Regions from separate parts of the Arabidopsis thaliana genome. Here region 2 is linked to region 1. Evidence: chromatin contacts called from public HiChIP or PLAC-seq data. All regions are on one chromosome and are shown on one strand. The core of a region is the stretch at or near the end of the contact, and the rest is flanking DNA. Distances in the headings are between cores, read along the strand shown. Region 1 holds the start of PMH1 (putative mitochondrial RNA helicase 1). Region 2 holds the start of AT3G22410 (Sec14p-like phosphatidylinositol transfer family protein).

The links. HiChIP or PLAC-seq counts read pairs in DNA pulled down with a chosen protein or histone mark.
Region 2: an H3K9ac HiChIP or PLAC-seq map of seedling shows a contact between it and region 1, with 2.4 times the contacts expected there. The contact joins the promoter of AT3G22410 here to the promoter of PMH1 in region 1. A contact is called at or near these places in 13 of 26 Hi-C or Micro-C datasets (callus, cotyledon, leaf and 3 more), 1 of 2 datasets of contacts at active chromatin or transcription factors (seedling) and 1 of 3 other capture datasets (seedling).

Annotation. Positions count from the first base shown.
Region 1 is chr3:7,884,405-7,890,952 of TAIR10.1, forward strand. It overlaps PMH1 (putative mitochondrial RNA helicase 1), which reads left to right and starts at 2,872. Exons shown (of 7, transcript NM_113129.4): 1 at 2,872-3,406; 2 at 3,507-3,634; 3 at 3,723-4,134; 4 at 4,268-4,366; 5 at 4,469-4,693; 6 at 4,775-4,936; 7 at 5,025-5,749. The coding sequence starts at 2,978. The coding sequence ends at 5,402. It overlaps RPS10 (ribosomal protein S10), which reads left to right and starts at 1,233. Exons shown (of 2, transcript NM_113128.3): 1 at 1,233-1,674; 2 at 1,826-2,472. The coding sequence starts at 1,333. The coding sequence ends at 2,209. It overlaps AT3G22290 (Endoplasmic reticulum vesicle transporter protein), which reads left to right. Exons shown (of 12, transcript NM_113127.4): 9 at 64-210; 10 at 391-499; 11 at 585-704; 12 at 789-1,188. The coding sequence ends at 856. It overlaps NRPB5 (Eukaryotic rpb5 RNA polymerase subunit family protein), which reads right to left. Exons shown (of 5, transcript NM_113130.4): 5 at 6,399-6,548.
Region 2 is chr3:7,932,199-7,938,746 of TAIR10.1, forward strand. AT3G22410 (Sec14p-like phosphatidylinositol transfer family protein) reads right to left here and starts at 3,727. Exons shown (of 7, transcript NM_113138.4): 1 at 3,392-3,727; 2 at 3,190-3,307; 3 at 3,015-3,103; 4 at 2,890-2,936; 5 at 2,730-2,821; 6 at 1,888-2,021; 7 at 921-1,777. The coding sequence starts at 3,466. The coding sequence ends at 1,130.

The DNA.
Region 1 (6,548 bases), core at 1,622-4,121:
TCACTGACTTACTACTTGATATTCCTTGTTAGTATATAACTAGTCTCTTTACTCTCTGAACAGATATTTGGCGGGTCCAAAAACGTAAACGTGAGCCATATGATTCACGATCTATCATTTGGGCCGAAATACCCCGGAATTCACAACCCACTTGATGACACCAACCGAATACTCCATGACACCAGTGGAACATTCAAATACTATATTAAGGTGTTTATCCAAATTCGTTACTCTTCTTGTACTCGTATCTCTCCGCTGGCTGTATATTTTATATACTTCATTATTTGTTTACTTTGAAGTTTGAAATCATTTACCTGTATGATCCATTTTGTTTCACACAAATCCGTATTTGTAAGGTAAGGTCACTAAATTCTTTCTAATATGGCGCAGATTGTTCCCACAGAATATAGATATCTTTCAAAAGACGTACTGTCAACAAATCAGTACTCTGTAACTGAATATTTCACGCCAATGACTGAATTCGACCGTACATGGCCAGGTTAGTCGATCAAACTTCATTTCCAGTATGCACCTGGTTCTTATTACTCTCTTTCTGTTTTCTGATGTATCTTTTTTTCTTCCAGCTGTTTACTTCTTATATGATCTTTCACCTATCACTGTGACCATCAAGGAAGAACGCCGTAGTTTTCTCCACTTAATCACTCGTCTTTGCGCTGTATTAGGCGGTACATTTGCTTTGACAGGTTAGTCCCATCTCAGTCTTGCCTCCAATACTCAATCTTTCAAAATCTTTTGCCTAATATAGTTTATCTCATACCTTAAAACAGGAATGTTAGATCGTTGGATGTTCCGCTTTATTGAATCTTTCAACAAGAAGCCGAGTACTAGAGCGTAAACTAGCTGAAACAGAGACAAAACAATGAGAAACAAAAAAAACCAAAGGAAGGAAGAAGAATCTCTCAAATCCCAAAACTTGTATCTGCCTTCTTCAGACAACAACACCCACCAGAGATTCCAGGATTGATGATTACATTACTCAGAAACTCTAGAATCCATGGATATAGTTTTTTTTTGAGTCTCTCTTATGTATTACTCTGATTATCTCTGGTTAAACTAGTAGAGTTAATTTGTAATTTTTATTCACCTTGCTTCCTGGGATTTTAACATTTTTGCATCTTTTCACTTGTCTCAGTAAAAAAACAAAATTATACTGTAGCTCACCGTAAGATAACGTACACTCGTCACAGGTGATCCTGTCCTCACAATTCTCTCTGATTTCGCTTACTCTTTCACTGAAACCCTAATTTGGGGTTTTTCAGATTTCCTTCAATCTCTCGTCGTCATTTCTTCGTCTCACCGTTGAATCTGAAAATGATCGCCGGAGTATTGCGCCGATCTTCACTCCCGTCGAGGCAGACTCTCTCCGCCGCGTTAGCCTCCTTCAATTCGTGTATTTCGCACAATCTCACTCCAGCCACCACCGGAGCTTCCGTCAGCTCTCGATTCACTCTCGCGTCGTCTCCTAACTCGTTTGGCATCAGAGCGAGGAACATCCACATTAGATCTGAGCCGTCGATGATTGTTCCCGCAGGAATCGCGTCACAAGGTTACGCCACTGTCACAAAGGATCGCAAAAACGAGATTAAGAAAGCTAAGATTAAAATTTCTCCAGACAATGTCAGACCATTGAGTAGGAAGGAGATCGCTCTCCAGGTATATGCATTTTTGTTCAAATTCATAGAATATTATTCAAAGTGCTTCATCAGATTCAAATTCGAATAGGAATCGGAATGTGAAATTCATTGAAATGATTTAGAACTGTTGTTTATGTTGTTGTTGTTGTGTGTTTGGGGTTGAATTGTAGAAAGAGGCAGCAGAAGAAAGCACATCAAAGATAAAAGGAACAAAGATTTGTATAGCGATTCGGTCTTTTGTTAACCCGGAAAAGCAAGCTTGGTGTCTTCCTCCTCACACTCGTAAAGTCGCAATGCCCGATACACGAACTCTGTACACGGTGCTAAGATCGCCTCACGTCGATAAGAAGTCTAGAGAACAGTTTGAGATGAGGTTCAAGAAACGGTTTCTTGTCATCAAAGCTCAGAGTCATGAGTTGAGCAAGAAGCTGTTTTGGTTAAAACGTTATCGTATTCTTGGAGCTCAATATGAACTCCAGTTCCATTGCAAGACCCGTTTGGATATGACTCAAGTGTTAGGCAACATCAATGGCTCCACCACCAATGCTTACTGAGATGGCTAAAGACATCATTTTGTAGAAGTTTCAAGACCCAACCGGGTACTATGCAATAATTTCGAACCTTACGGATCCATGAAACCAGCTTTGCTTCACATCAGATCAAGTAGTTATTTTCTTGCTTAGTATAAACATGTGTTTTTGGACGATTTTGAAAGATACAATTGAGTTTCAGTTACAGTGCTTTCCATTTATTCATTAGCCAATCAAAGTCTTTATACATCACCAAGGATTGAGACACATTTAGACTGCTAAAGGTGTCATTTTGAGAAGTTATAGAAACCTTTGACCCGACCATGGAATGATGTCGAACTTTAAGGATCCAAGAGCTCACATTTTAGGTGTATTCATTCATTAGGCAATTCTAAGACTTTTACATTGTACATAATCACTAATGATTTGAGACATATGGTATAGGTTAATTTGATAGATCTGATTCCGAACCTGAGCTATTGCCAATTTGCCACACTACACAAAGTTACAAAAAACAGAACTCATTAACTCTTTGCTTCACATTCAAGAACACCTTTGGGCTCAAGCAAAAAATAATAATCAACTCTGTTTCCTTACACAAGCTTGCACGTGTAGGAACATACCATACACTCACCCGCAGGTGATTATAACAAAGTTCCCTTTATACCCGCCTTTGATTCTTCTTCTTAAATCTCTAAACCCTTTTGCCGTCTCCCTAAAACCCTAATTCTCATTTCTGGGGTTTCACATTTCATCTTCACCAGAATCCATCACACTCTCTGAAATCTGAAAATGATTAGCACAGTACTTCGCCGATCTATCCTTGGTACGTCAAGGCGTACTCTCGCCGCTTCGGTGACCTCCATTAACGCAGCTCTATTTCATAACCTTGCTCCAGCCGCCGCCACAGTCTCCGATCTAGCAAATGGAGCTACTAATGTCAAGTCTCTCCCTTCGAATTCGAGCCCTTTTGGTGTTAAAGTGAGAGACTTTCATGTTAAATCTGTACCGTCGGAGTTTAGATCGTCGATTGTTTCTTCTGCGGGATTCGCGGCTCAAGAGTATGCTCCTTCTTATGAGAACGATGGAGGGATTGGAGATTCGGAGAGTGTTGGTAGCAGCGGTGGTGGTGATGGGCTTGCGATAGCTGATCTTGGTATATCTCCGGAGATTGTTAAAGCTTTGAAGGGTAGGGGTATTGAGAAACTCTTTCCTATTCAGGTATATATGATCTTCTTCTCTGTTCCATTTGGTTATAGAGATCAATTAAAAGTTTAGATTTTTTTAACTGAGTTTTTGATGTTTGTGTTTGGTTGAATAGAAAGCTGTGTTGGAGCCAGCGATGGAGGGTCGTGATATGATTGGCCGTGCAAGGACTGGAACGGGAAAGACACTTGCTTTTGGGATTCCTATTATTGACAAAATCATCAAATTCAACGCTAAACATGGGTTTGTGTTTACTGTTATATATAACGATCATTTGTGATTGAGAGATTTGCACTTCCTTTGGTTCTTATGTTGTCTTTTGATGTGACAGTCGTGGGAAGAATCCTCAGTGCTTGGTTTTGGCACCGACGAGGGAGCTTGCTCGTCAGGTTGAGAAAGAGTTCAGGGAATCTGCTCCAAGTTTGGATACTATTTGTCTCTATGGAGGTACACCAATCGGGCAACAAATGAGGGAGCTGAACTATGGTATTGATGTGGCGGTTGGAACTCCTGGTCGTATCATTGATCTGATGAAAAGGGGAGCTTTGAATCTATCAGAGGTTCAGTTTGTGGTTCTTGATGAAGCTGATCAGATGCTTCAAGTTGGATTTGCGGAAGATGTTGAAATAATATTGCAGAAGTTGCCAGCGAAGCGTCAGAGTATGATGTTTTCTGCAACAATGCCAAGTTGGATCAGATCTCTCACCAAGAAGTACCTGAACAATCCTTTGACAATTGATCTTGTGAGTAGTCTTATACCTGCTTGTGTTTATATCTTAGAATTGCTGTACAAATTGCAAATATTGATCTTGGCTGTAGCAGTGTAGTTAATGAAGTGACATTTTTTAATGACACATGTACTCTTATGTAATTTAGGTTGGAGATTCAGATCAGAAACTTGCAGATGGGATTACTATGTATTCTATCGCTGCAGATTCTTATGGAAGAGCATCCATCATTGGTCCTCTTGTAAAGGTATGTTTTCTTTACTTTGCTTTTAAGCCAATTATCTGTATCTTGTTTTGATTCTTCATTTTTGTTTCCAGTCGTGATTTTATAACATCTTCTCCTTTACAGGAACATGGCAAAGGAGGAAAATGCATTGTCTTTACCCAAACAAAACGTGATGCAGATCGCCTTGCATTTGGATTGGCAAAAAGCTATAAATGTGAAGCTTTACACGGTGACATATCTCAAGCTCAGAGAGAAAGAACACTTGCTGGTTTCAGGGATGGGAATTTCAGTATTCTTGTTGCAACTGATGTTGCTGCCCGTGGACTTGATGTACCTAATGTCGATTTAGTGAGTGAAAACAATACCTTTTCTTGCGCTTAACTAGTTCTGTTTCTCATTTTATTAACCTGTATTGTGCTTTGTGTACAGGTAATTCATTATGAGCTTCCTAATAACACGGAGACGTTTGTTCACCGAACGGGGCGAACTGGTCGTGCTGGAAAGAAAGGAAGCGCGATTCTCATCCACGGTCAAGATCAAACCAGGGCTGTTAAAATGATTGAGAAAGAAGTCGGAAGCAGATTCAATGAGGTTAATATCTTTCTTTACCACCTTTGTATCTTTTGTATGAATAGCTTGGGTAACAAACAGTTCTGAATCTATTTGGTTTTGAATTCAGCTGCCTAGCATTGCTGTGGAAAGAGGAAGCGCAAGCATGTTTGAAGGAGTAGGTGCTAGATCTGGTGGGTCGTTCGGAGGAGGTCGATCAGGCGGTGGTGGGTATGGTAGTTACGGTAGCAGCAGTGGCCGTTCAGGTGGTGGTAGTTATGGAGGTTATGGTGGCAGCAGTGGCCGTTCAGGTGGTGGTGGTGGTAGTTATGGAGGTTCAGGGGGATCAAGCAGCCGTTACTCTGGTGGTTCAGACCGCTCATCTGGTTTCGGAAGCTTTGGTTCAGGCGGTTCTTCAGGAGGATTTGGTTCAGACCGTTCTTCTCAGTCAAGTGGAAGGAGCAGCTTTGGTGGGTTTGGATCAAACGATGGTAAAAGATCTTACTGAGAGAAGTGTTGTGTTGGTTTTGACCCGACTCAGCAATAATGGAGTTGACTTAGGAGAGAACTCGGTATCTCGAGTTGAGTAGTTTACAAGGAGTCGAGCTATATATAAATTCTGTAGCTACTTCTTGTCTCATAAACCAACATAAGTTATATCATTATTTCATATCCTCTAATTCATTTTTATTTCTCAATTTGAGTGAAATGTGTTTCCCTTACTTCGCCACTTCCATTTATGAATCTTGTTAGATTGTGAGAAAAGGAAATAATGTGGTTGATCAAAGATTCAAATCATCCCTAGTTTTGATTTCTTGTTAGATCTTGCAAGTTTTTGGTAGAACCATACACAAGAAAAATTGTTTTAAGCTTTAATTCTCATATCTGACCAACAAAAATAAAACACAGTCGACAATTATTGTTCACTACAAAAAGCATTACTCTTATGTTTCACAACTAATTAGCCTTCATTTCGCAAAACTTGATGCACTGCATAGCAAGAGCATGCAACTAGCTGCTGAACGAAAAGGCTTGGCTCTGCATAGCTAGCATAATAATACCAAGCTCCTTGGGTGTGATCCCCTTTGCAGTGAATCCAGATTTAGTTTCATCCAGTCTTATAGGCCCAAGAACGGGTTCTTGTACACATACTTGGTGATTCTGAGGGTTACAAAGCTGAGATCCCATAAACGTTGAAAGGCGTTCAGGTGGTGGTATAAGAATCATTGAGATGAGTAAAACAGTCAACACCACCCACAAGGGCATGCAAATCAATGGTAGCCATCTCAACACCATCCCCCAGCTTCTCCATTTGGAGACATTTTGAAAAAAACTCAAGAACGGCGCCTGTACAACCGTCAACACTCATCCACAGCTGATCTGAAGTCAGTAATACTCTGGAAGAAGTATCAGTTTTGAACATTTTAAAAATTGATATTTACGATTTTTTTCTTTTTAGGGTGTTAAGGAATGGGGATTATCGACAAACAAGTGATGAATCAGATTATTAACAAAATATGGCATTTGTTGGGATGAACAAATACAAACAAGTCGGAATCGGATCTTGCAAGTTTTTGGATAGAAAACTAATACAAATAAGTTGTTTCAAGCTTTAATTTCTCCTATCGGACAAACAAAAATAAAACACAGTCAT
Region 2 (6,548 bases), core at 2,477-4,976, 49 kb after region 1:
CATAGCGTTTGAGTTAAGAGAGAATAAACTTTTGTTTGGTATGAAATTGAATAAGTTGCTCACTTGCTCTATTTATATAAGAATTTTGTAAACTAGATAAGAACGTAACGTATGAAAAATATTAATAAATTTATTTTGGCTTCATAAATTCATAATCATAAAGAATTAATTAATAAAATACTTCATTGACTTCATAAATTTTGGCTTTTGTCATTTAATATGCAGAAATTTGGGCTCTTTTTGAGATATGAATTAGCACCAAAAACAAAATTGCTTTTATACTAGAAGGGGAGAATTTTTAGCTAATTAGCCCAAAATATAGTCAGAGTCTCTGCATATTACATGCAAAATAGTCAAAGTTTCTGGATATGAATATATAATAATAGTCATAGTTTTTGCATATTACAAGAATATCCGTCTTAATAGCATATTGATTGATGTTGTGATACATATATACATATATTGTTTGGATATGTATTGGTTAATGTCTGGTTAGAATCACATTACAAAAATTTAATATGAATGATTCTAGTTAATTTCCGCAGAAGAACGTATTAAAAATGTTCCATAAAATTGTTCAACGTGACGACCACGCTGTCTTAATTCTAACAATTGACTTCGAAACTTCAAATTCATACAAACGTCGCACGTGTGCATTTTTTTAGTTTTTGGTTTTAAAAGTTGAAATTTCTACATGAAGTTAATTAATGATCCTTGGGAGCAGAATTGGATCTCCTAAATCATTAAATCGCATTCGTCAGTATCAACGTCAATAAAATGTAGAAACTAATACTACTAAATAGCTTTCCTCCGTCTCTGAATTGGTTGATATCTAAAGTTAACGACGTAAGGGTACATATTATTCAAACATACATTATCCACAACATTTTAGGAATTTTAAAGTTATTTAACTATTAGGAGTAAAATGTAGTAGCTAACTGAATTTTTCTCTCATATATAAAAAATTTCATAAAACCCCTTCTTAAGAGAATTAAAGAAACTCAATGGCTAAATGTAGCCTAATATCACCGTAATAGACATGCAAGTCTAGAAAAAAGCGTATTTGGAACAGATCAATGTGATTATCTTCTAATTATATGTACTCGTTCCCCAAATCTCGTTTGTTAAATCAGAACCGTTGAGATAAAGACACGTGGCGAGATCTTCTGTGAGAAGACACGACCGACAGAAATCCACGTGGACCACGTAACTTAGACCTATACGCAGTCTCATCGTACGGTCTCCGGTAAAACTTCAGATACGGTACAAACGCTTCACGTGACTTCTCGCCTCCTCCACCGACATTGTTCTCCCGACGAAAGAACATCGCCGGCGACTGAAAGAACGAAGGACGTGGAGTTTTCCGATACGAAACCGTCTTTGTCTTCTCCGGCAACGGCGTCGATGGAAACAGACTCTTTCTGCATGCGGCTGGTTTCGCGTCTTTGAAACCACGCACCGCCGGAGACGCGAAGGGTAACGACCGTGCACTGAGAGGAGAAACAGGAGCAGCGGCGGAGGATGAGACGGCGGGGTTATAAGGTGACGTGTCGGTGAAGGAAAGATACCACGGCTTCAACGAGTTCTGAGAGACTGTGAAAGCGAATCTTGAAGAAGCTGAACCAATCGAGGCCGTTGATTTAATCGACGATGCGTCGAATCTTAAAGATGTTGATCGAGGATTTGATGACACGTGGGTGATATCTAGCGGTTCGTCGTAGTCTAGAGACGACAGTATCATCGTGGCCGTTGAGAGCTCCACAAAAGGACGAACACCCTGACAATTGGTACGAACAAACAAAACGTACTTTTGAGCTTATCCATACTAATCACAATTAGAGAATTAATAATATGTAATTAATGGGTTTAGGGTTATAGAATAATTACCTTCCAAAGGTAAGAGAAAAAAGAGGGAGGGTCGATGATAAAGGCTTTGTAAAGTCGGCATGGGTAATTATCTGCGATGATTTTTAGGGTCGCCAAAAGCAAATTCGCAAATGCAGAGGATGATCTGAAAAAGCCTGTTTTTTTTGTATGGTATTAAGAAAAAGGAATATTAATCGATTTTGTACAAATATTTAAATTGTCTAATCGGGTTTGAAATTTTTTTGAAGGTGTATTTTTGCAGAGAATAAAATGTACTTACATTTTTATATAAAGGAATAAAATTCGAAAAGGTTGATTCAAAAAAATAAAATAAAGTTTGTGCAGAACGTAAAAAAGCATAAATCTTTAATAGCGTGATACTAAACTAAGGTATTGATCTTTTGCATTGTAAAAATATAGGTATTTGTAAACTAAGGTATACGCCAATTATTAAATAATATTTGTTAGTCAGTTAAGCTTTTCTCAAATTTAAAAATATTATTTTAGTAACAAAAAAAGGTGAAAAATCGTATAAATATAGATAAGGAATCAAAAATAAAATTCAGACTGGAAATTGTCGTTTTGGCTGGTTTAATTACTCAAAAACTTAAAACTTTTCAAGACAACTAAATTATGATTAGTTAGTGGATAATTAACAGAAGAAATTGACGTTGACACATAAGGGGACAAATCGGACATCAAATAAATGCAAATACATGTCCGAGTGTTTTTGGTCCCGACATGACTCAATCCACAAAATAAGAAAACCAAATAACCAAACAAAATCACGGATTAGTACATAGAAATTTGGAAGGTTGCTAGGGATTAAAAAGTAAATTTGGAAACAGTAAGGCTTTACTTACTTGCATCAAAGAGAAGAACAAAGCTCTGTTCCGTGTTTCTGGACATGCTTGAAATCGCAGTCTCAATCGTGAACGCTACCAAACGCGTAAATCTTCAAACAAAACAGGAACGTTTTTAAGAATATCAATACAGTTTAAAATCAGTAATATATAAACTTACTGTTTTTGGGTATGCAGCTTCTGATAATCATGCTTAAAACGGAAAATCTGTAAAAATCAACCTCACTTTTGTTATCATTCATAACATTAATAATAACAAAAAAGATGGATTTATGAAGAAATTACAATAACGGGTCTTGATTCTCTGTCGTGGCCGGAGATGTAAGCTACACCGTCGCTAAGTTCCGTCGAGAACTCCTCTGCTCCCAATCGCTCTTCACATATATAAATAAAAACAAAAGCTTTTAAGAAAAAGTGTTTGATTTCTTAACAATACAAATGGAAAACACAAAAAACATACCAATATCGAAATTTTGTCTCCAAGAAAGACATGAACTGAGTTGTTTCGCTGCTTTTTTCACATTATCTCCTTTCACCTTCAAGAATCTCTCAACACACTCTCTGTTACAGAACTTCTCCTGTAAAAAAAGGTTTTGTTATTCATGAAAAGTTCGAAGCTTTTGTTTATGGAAAGTAACACATGCAGATATGAGTAGACGTACTTGTTTAAAAGTGAGTGGAGATTGTTTCTTGACCAAGCGAAGAACAGCTTCGACTTTCTCATCTTTCTTCCCCATTTTTTTTTATGAAGATCTCTTAAATCTCTCTGTTTTGGTTTATAAGAACGAAGAAACAGAGGATGATGAAGAGAAAGGAAAAAAAAAAGATTGGATGTTTTGGGAGAGAAAGAAGCTGCGACAATGATTGTATTTGCGTGTTTGTGCCGCGAGCTTCTTCTTGTAGCAAAAGAGATCTTTGTATCTCTCTTTCTCTAGAGAGTGTGTGTGTTGTTGTGTCTTACATATGTTGGAGACTGGAGAGACGTTATTGGCTGGTGGATGACGTTGTTATGTCGTTTTGCGAACGTTAAATGTTTAAAAGCTAAAGCCGTTGTGGCCGCCAGTGACGCCATCTAACGCCGTTAAATGGCTCTGCTTTGTGTGAACCAAAAAAAAAACTTGTGTTTCATTAATTAGTCAAATGTTTGTTTATTACTTAATCATGTGTTTAATATCCTTAAGTACTTTATAAAGCTTTTGCTAAGTGAGTTCTGTAACTATGATACTTGAACTTGTAGATTGTAATAAAAATAGAATAAATGTTTTTTATTAGTAACACCTAGTTCATATATAGTCAACGTCTATATAACCTAGCTCAAGTACTTCCAACGATCGACAGTGACGTTGGCCAATTAAATGCTTTTGCAGTAACAAGAGTTCTGAATTTCTGATCGACCAGTTATAATTTATTTTCCCTATAACTCGGTAAGAATGACATAACAAATTCCATATTTTGTTTTCGTTGCAATGTGACGTTATATAAGCGAGAAATGAAAAATAAACAAACGTTATAAGCGTGTCATTAACTTTGTGTTTGGAACACACATGTTAGTTTGAAGTTACATTTCATAAACTTAAGTGTTATGACGAGTAAAATAGTTTTGAAGTGACGAATAACTCTATAAATTACATTGATTACTATTTGACAACTAACGAAAAAATACAATGAAATTTGAAATAATATTCCAGCACTGTGAAGGCGTGAAAGAGGTTTTAATTGAAAACTCAAACTTAAAAATCCCTCTGTTTATTTTTGAAATAACAACATTTTGTGATTGAAATTGTTGATGTGACTAATTGTTACTATTCGTTTTTACTAGTACGTCGTCACATTTCGATCCTAGATGCAATGTATAGTTTCAGTTGCAAACTGTTGCACCCATGTCTGATTTCATCCAGTAAAACATATTTTCTATACCAGCAATTAACCAGATCAATTTACCAAACCCAACAGATACTAGTTAATTACTTTTGAGGGTTTAAAAGAACAGAAACACTCGTAATCTCATGGAGAGGAAAAAACCACATTTACATAATTAGTAAAAATATTAACATTAACTAGATTATAACTCGCGGTATACCGCGGAGACAATTGTTTTTTAAAAATTAGTATATATAAAAGTCTGTAAATTATATTTATCTATAAAATATTTATATTTTATAGTTTATAATTATTATTAAGTAACATCCTTCCAAACTCGTTCTTCCAAACCCGTCCCGTTAAAAAAATATGCGGTACACCGCTAATTTTAAAAAATATTTTACGGGATTGCAATTATATTTTAGTTTGTCAAACAAATTTTTGTTTTAAATAGTTGTCGAAATCTAATTCAAATATTGGAGAAATAAGATTTAGTGAACTCATAAGAAATGTATTTAGGTGCGTTTTGCTCATTTTAAGGGATTGCAATTGTATTTTGGTTTGTTAAATATTTTTTGTTTTAAATAGTTTCCGAAATCTAATTCAAATTTTGGAGAAATCTACGTGATATATGGGATTGAAATATATTTGGAATATTTTTTGTTTGTTAATCAATTTATTGCCAAAAGAAAATCAATAATTAAAAGCCAGTGGCAGCCATTGTAAATAAGTTCCAACTCGAGGATTTATTTCACAAAATAGCTGCAAAAATGTATATATAGATTACTAAACTATTATCTTTCCTCCGTTCAAACGTGCAACTTTTTTTAGTCTATCGTATCATTAAATTCGTATACCTGATAATTACTAGGGTCTAGGTTCCTTAATGACACAGAAGATTGTTTAATTCTACAAATCAGTCTTTATTAACCCTAAACTCTACTTTTTAACGGGTCAACAATACTGAATGACGATGGTGGAGTAAATATTCTTGAAAAAGAAGACCGTTGTCGTCACGGCGGCGACTTGCTCGTACGTGGTTAGTGGTAGTAAAATCTCGTACGTGGGTAGTGGTAGTATAATTACATAATGACCAGTAAAATCCACATGTCAAAAGCAAAGATTACACAAAAAAAAGCGAGTTCACGTTCACGTGCTCGTTTCCTAATGCTTTCTGTCTAATGTCCACACACCGACAAAGAAAGTCAAAAAGATAATTGATGATCTCTTCTGTATTAACTTCAATTAGCACAGTGAAAGGCACACGAAAATCGTTTAGTTATAATGATCAACGAGACGACTCTATATATAGATTGATGATAGTCTTAGATTAAAAGATTTTTATTTTATTTTTATTGCAATTTACTTTGGCACTTCAAATCTTGAGATTGGTAATTGTGAAAGTCTCTGTTATTTTTAACCCTTAAAATCAAAATCAAATCACTCGGAGTTAGGACTATAGGAGTTATAGAGTCTGTATCATACCAATCATCACTTTTTGAAAAATCTATATTCTTAAACTTTGAGACATTGTTTAAGCCAGATCAAACTTGTTATATATTCCCTCTGTTCCTAAAATAACGATGTTTTGAATTTTTCACACAAATTAAGAAAAGTAATTTTAATATTAACTTTATTACTTTGTTGTTAATTTAATAATATAAATTCTATTTCTCTCTTGTTTCTATTGGTTACTAACAAAAAAAATAATAATATTAATCTACAACATCAATCTTCATAAAACAAAAATAAAATCCAAAACATCAAACTTCATGGAACAGAGACAGTATCATATAACTTACGATATAAACCCACATTTTAGTACTTTTCTGGGACTTTTTATCGATGATATTTCTTCACTATTTTTTTTCTCTAAGAAATGTATTGAACATGGAAATTTTGACCTACTTTTCTAAATAATATTTTCAAAATTTGAAATCTAAATGTATCTAATTTTAT